2 separate regions of the Callithrix jacchus genome follow, and region 2 is linked to region 1. Evidence: chromatin contacts called from public Hi-C data. All regions are on one chromosome and are shown on one strand. The core of a region is the stretch at or near the end of the contact, and the rest is flanking DNA. Distances in the headings are between cores, read along the strand shown. Region 1 overlaps APH1B (aph-1B gamma-secretase subunit). Region 2 has its middle 14 kb from the start of CA12.

Region 1 (2,785 bases), core at 260-2,759:
GCAAGACTCCGTCTCAAAAAAAAAAATTGGTCACACCATTTTATTTCTTTTCTATTATTACCTTAAACTGTTACCGGAATGCTTATTCACTTTTTTTTCATCTTATTCTCCTATTAGAGGGTAAGCTCCCTGAGGAGCTCTAGCATAGATGTTATCAAAATAACATATAAATCATATAATTAAAATAACATGCATGTGAACTCAGTTATTTTAATGGCATAACTGTTGTGGAAATGACTAAAAATACAGTGGGTGTTTTCCCCTATTTTCAGGAGCCTTCTTGTGGAGTGTGGAGGAAATCTATGTTAATTACACGCTCTACCAACTCCCAGGTTTGCGATCGGAGCATCATCATGACAGTTTTTAGCTCATGGATGAAAAAGTAATTTGAAATAAGTTGGTCCTTTTTGTTGCATCGTTTGGATGAAATGATCAACTCATCTATGATGCCATTTTTTCCTCTCAATTTCAAGATTAAATTATACTGCCTATTCCCACAAAAAGCACCACAATGACAATTATAGATTAGGGCTTCTACTGAAGATAACATAAAATCATGAGAACCAAAAAGATCAACATGGCCTTAAAAAATCACTTCTAACACTTCAACTATACAGCAACCTTGTTAGTACAACAAAATAAAAATAAATTTTATGCAAGCTAAATTCCACTCTGAAAGTCTAAAACACTCTAACCAAAATTTTTATTTTCCTAAGTCTTTTACTTCAGAGTATTTTGCCTTTAAAAGAAATAACATAAAGTTCCTATTCACTGGAATTTCTAAGGCGGTGAACTCCAGTAAGAATCATCATTCAGACAGCCTGGCGCGGTGGCTCATGTCTGTAATCTCAGCACTTTGGGAGGCTGAGGCGGGTGGATTACAAGGTCAAGAGATCAAGACCATCCTGGCCAACATGGTGAAACACCATCTCTACTAAAAAATATAAAAATTAGCTGGGTGTGGTGGCGCACACCTGTAGTCTCAGCTACTCGGGATGCTGAGGCAGGAGAATTGCTTGAACCCAGGTGGCAGAGGTTGCAGTGAGCCAAGATCACGCCACTGCACTACAGCCTGAGAGACAGTGCAAGACTTTGTCTCAAAAAAAAAAAAAAAAAAAAAAAATTGAATGACCATTTACACTAGAAGGCTGAATGTTGACAGCTATAAGACACATACCTGAATTAAGGAAGAACTGAGGAGAATCTCCATGAATGCCCACTGTGCCTGGCCCCAGTGAGTCAGATAGGGTATTCACAAAGGAAAACACTCCACTCATGATTCCAAAGCCCAAGCCAGAAACTAAAGAGGAAGAAAAACACTGTTAACTCTTTTCCTGCCAAGATTTATTTTCAAGTCAAATTTCCAAGGACTAGTTAATGCAAGTGTGTTGCAGGGAAAAGGGCGCTTATGTTCTCCCTGAAGCAGCAGACAGCTGGCTGGAGAGTCATGTGCTTGGCTAAATGAGGAATGGAGAGAGAACAGGGAAAAGCAAAGGAAATGAATGGTAGAATGCAGCAGAGTAATGAAAAAGGGGAGAAAAAGGTCTAGAAAGGCACACAATAGGTGAGACAGAGGACACAATGCCAAGACTCTGGCTTTACTTTATGATAACAGAGTCCACAGAGTTGAGTTTGACAGCTTAGAACTAAAATTGAGTGTAACGAGGAACTATGTGTTCCTGAGCCAAACTGGGGAACCTAGATCCAATCTTCAACATAATTCTCAGAGTATAATATGCAGAGATATTAACCGCTTTAACACCAAGCGTCCTCCTAGAACAGCCAAAGTCATGGCAAGATTCAGAGAAAGTAAGTTTCATCACGCAGAAAATGTTAGTTAACTAGGGAAACCTGGTTAATATATAATGAACATACAGGTAAGGGTCACTTGCAATCACTTTTCCTTTACAAAAGGAACCTGGAAAGCTGGGATAATAAGCAAATATGTACACCAATAGGCCCAGGCAGCAATAATAAATAACTTGAAATCTACAAAGATATAAAAGATACAAGTGACTTTTATGCCGAGTCTGATTTTTTTTCTTAATGAAACCATGTGGTTATAACTTACCATAGGCCAGCAGTCGCATGGAGGGTGCTGTCTCACCTGGGCTTATACTCTTCAAACCCTCACTGGCTTTTCTAAAATAAAACCACACACGTAATTAAGAAAAAAAGAAAGAGCACTGTATCAGGAAAGTCCAACAAGACACTTCAAACCCAGATACTCAATGAGGCTTTGCATCAGGTTATACTCTAAATCTATGATTCAGTTAAACGAAACCCAGCAAACTTTCAATGAACTAAAATCAGCCAAAATTTCCAACTCCTTTTTACCTTTTCTTTGACATTCACATAAAACGGTAAGAAAAATATAAGCAAACAAGCCGTAAGGAATTGAATTTTGAAAGATAAAAACCACAATTCTTCCAATTGCTTTCTGAACTTGGCAAATATTCAATTCAATATCCTACGGAATCTACCACTCCGGGTTTTTTCTCCCTTCCCAAAGTACTGTATCGTTACTCCTGCTTTGCTGGCACTGTGTTCTGTCTTCTACCAGGACTGTACTTACTCTGCCACCCTCCCTCGTATCTTCCATTCCGCAGAACCTAAACTGCACGCATCCTTCAGAGTCTACTTCAGGCAGCAATTTGCTAAAGCAGCTGTGTCTACCAATGGCTGGTAATCACTAATCTCTCCTTACTCTTAAATATATAATACATATATATTTAATTTATATATAGTTTATAGATTATTAGCCTGAGCATGGTGGCTCACGCCT
Region 2 (2,700 bases), core at 6-2,505, 110 kb before region 1:
AAAGGTGAACTTCAGATGGATTAAAGATATAAATGTGAAACATCACCCTACAAAACATAGATATGCACGTGTATGTATAAATATAAATCAGAATATATTTATGACCTTAAAAGTAGGGAAATATTTATTTTTTATTTATTTTTGTTTTTTTTTAAACCTTGGAATATAATGCAAAAAGTAGGGAAATAAAAAAAAAATCCAAAAAGTGTAACCATATTCCCTGTCCCTCAAATGACTATGTCAAAATTAACAATACTGACGATGGTGGATATAGTTATCTAAATGAACAGACAGGTGTGGACTGAGAAAAATTATCTGAGACTCCCACAACCAGCAAGGGATCATTACATAGAATATATAAGAAAGTCTTGGCCAGGCGCGGTGGCTCACGCCTGTAATCCCAGCACTTCGGGAGGCCGAGGCGGGTGGATCACGAGGTCAAGAGATAGAGACCATCCTGGTCAACGTGGTGAAACCCCGTCTCTACTAAAAATACAAAAAATTAGCTGGGCGTGGTGGCGCGTGCCTGTAATCCCAGCTACTCAGGAGGCTGAGGCAGGAGAATTGCCTGAACCCAGGAGGCGGAGGTTGCGGTGAGCTGAGATCGCGCCATTGCGCTCCAGCCTGGCTAACAAGAGTGAAACTCTGTCTCAAAAAAAAAAGAAAGTCTTACAAATCAATCAGAAAAAGAGAATACAACAGGAAGATGGGCAAGGATATGAATATGTGACTCACCCCAAAATACCTACCTGTTTTGCTCAATCTCACTAGTTTTTAGATAAATGAAAATGAAAACAATAGCAAGATTAAGTCTTTCTACCCTTGAGGTTGGAAAATTAGAAGACTGGATAATACCAAATGCTGGCAAGGTTGCAAGGAAACAAAAAAACGTGCTATTCTAGGGCACGCCAAAGATAAAGGCAGGCACCCGCTAAAGTGCCAGGACTGGTTTTATTCTGGGACTATTGCAATAAGGAAAAAGAGTACGGCGGGAACAGAACTCAATACCTCATGCAAAATGCTGGAGACTATCTAAGGGTTAAGGGCAAGGCACTGTGGGTGATTAAGGGAGGGTTAGTCCATGGGACTAGGCCAGCTGGACTTGTTCAGTGGCACTTATCCGGAGGAGAAACACACTTCCCCTAAAGTAAGGCGTTGACAGCCCTTAGGCCCTTATCCCCCTGGGAGAAGAGTTACAGCTCCCTGAATATCTGCATTTCAAAGAGAGGGCTCTCAGATCCTTGAGCAGACCATTTTGGTGGGAGATTTACATCCGAAGGGCAAAGGAAAGATTTATGATCTCACGCTTTCTAAAATGACTGCTCTAAGAGAGGGCTCAGGGGCCCATCTGCCCATCACCAGGCTTCGGCTAGAATAAATAGTAAATGCTCCTGGCAGCACTGAGCTTCCAAGCAAGCATTTTAAGGGAGGCTGGGATCATCCTGGGGACATGGCCTTAAGCTGTTAGAGTTTGGGCAAGTCTCTTAGTGCAGGGGTTTGGACAGACAGAGTCATTACGGGCAGAGAGTTTTGCAGTTCACCGGCACAACCTAGAAGGACTTTGTGAAAATCAATATGCATCAGCAATTCCGCTCCTAGGCGTATGCTTATAAGAAACTCTCACACAGGTTCCAAAGGATCACAGGCAAAAGTACTCACCCCCCTGTAGTACTGGGGCATTTGCTAGGGGAATGGATAAATACATGCAGTAGATAGGTTTAAAAATCAAATTACACAAATAACTTATTTTGTAAGTTCACATGCATACCCAAGAATATATTCTCACAATATCAGAGTGACAGCCTGTGGGAGGAAGGGGAATGAGTGTCAGAAATAAAGGAGGGAAAATCAACTAAACAAAACAAGAGCAACACCTTACACAGATAGATAATGAGTGAGCTGTACCCTCCTCTCACTGCATTTGCAGTTGGAAACAGAGGGAGAGAAGAAAGGGGAGAGCGAGGAGGGAAGAATAGAAAGTGTGTCGCTCTGGGAGTGGGGACAATGACTGAAAGGCTAGGGTGGGAGGGGCCAGGGGCCAGGGAAGAAGGGATGGGGCAGTGCAGGGAGGAGATGACAGTGGTTGGAAGTAGACCAGGGGCAGCAAAATGCAAAGAATCAATGCTGGGTAAGGACCTACCATGTGCTAGGCACTGTTAGGTTCTTGCATTCTGTTTGGGGATGGATCCCAGAAACTCCCTTAAGGTGGAAACACTGACATGCTGAATGTGGGATGGAGTTCAGGTTGATCCCAAAGGTCCTAACCAGGGCCACTAGGAGGAGGATGGTGCCTTTAACTAAACTGAGGAATAAGTAAGAAGGGAAATACACAAATTCACATCCATGGCTTGGGATCTCCCAATCCATCACTTTGAAAATCAAGATTCCGAGAAGGCATTCCTACTCTGGAGGAAGAGGAATGACATTCATTGTGCTGCCGGAATAATTGTCACTTTCATACCAACACCAAGCCTGAGTGCTTATTACAAGTGAGATGCTGTGCTTAAGGTGTGTACACTCATTAGCTCATTCACAACGCTGTAAAATAGGTGCTGCTGTAATCTCTCTTTTTACTGATTAGAAAACTGAAGTTTAGAGAAGTTAACGACTTGCCCCAGGTCACAGCGCTTCTGATTCCTTAGCCCTCACACGTGTGGATTCCACTCCACGGGTGTAATTTTTACATAACTGTGAAAGAAG

What was found. Hi-C and Micro-C count contacts between places; a contact is called where the count stands out from the background.
Region 2: a contact with region 1 is called in a Hi-C map of induced pluripotent stem cells, with 3 times the contacts expected there. The contact joins two enhancer-like sites. A contact is called at or near these places in 3 of 3 Hi-C or Micro-C datasets (induced pluripotent stem cells and skeletal muscle).

What each region holds. Positions count from the first base shown.
Region 1 is chr8:10,104,320-10,107,104 of calJac240_pri, reverse strand. APH1B (aph-1B gamma-secretase subunit) reads right to left here. Exons shown (of 6, transcript XM_002763658.6): 3 at 2,072-2,142; 4 at 1,178-1,300. Among named protein-coding and RNA genes, the nearest start is that of APH1B, 11 kb to the right of the region's middle. Within about 2 kb of position 1,509, at least 5 of the 16 cell types and tissues checked have an H3K27ac peak or open chromatin away from gene starts, as enhancers often do.
Region 2 is chr8:10,213,621-10,216,320 of calJac240_pri, reverse strand. No RefSeq gene overlaps it. Among named protein-coding and RNA genes, the nearest start is that of CA12, 14 kb to the right of the region's middle. Within about 2 kb of position 1,255, at least 2 of the 16 cell types and tissues checked have an H3K27ac peak or open chromatin away from gene starts, as enhancers often do.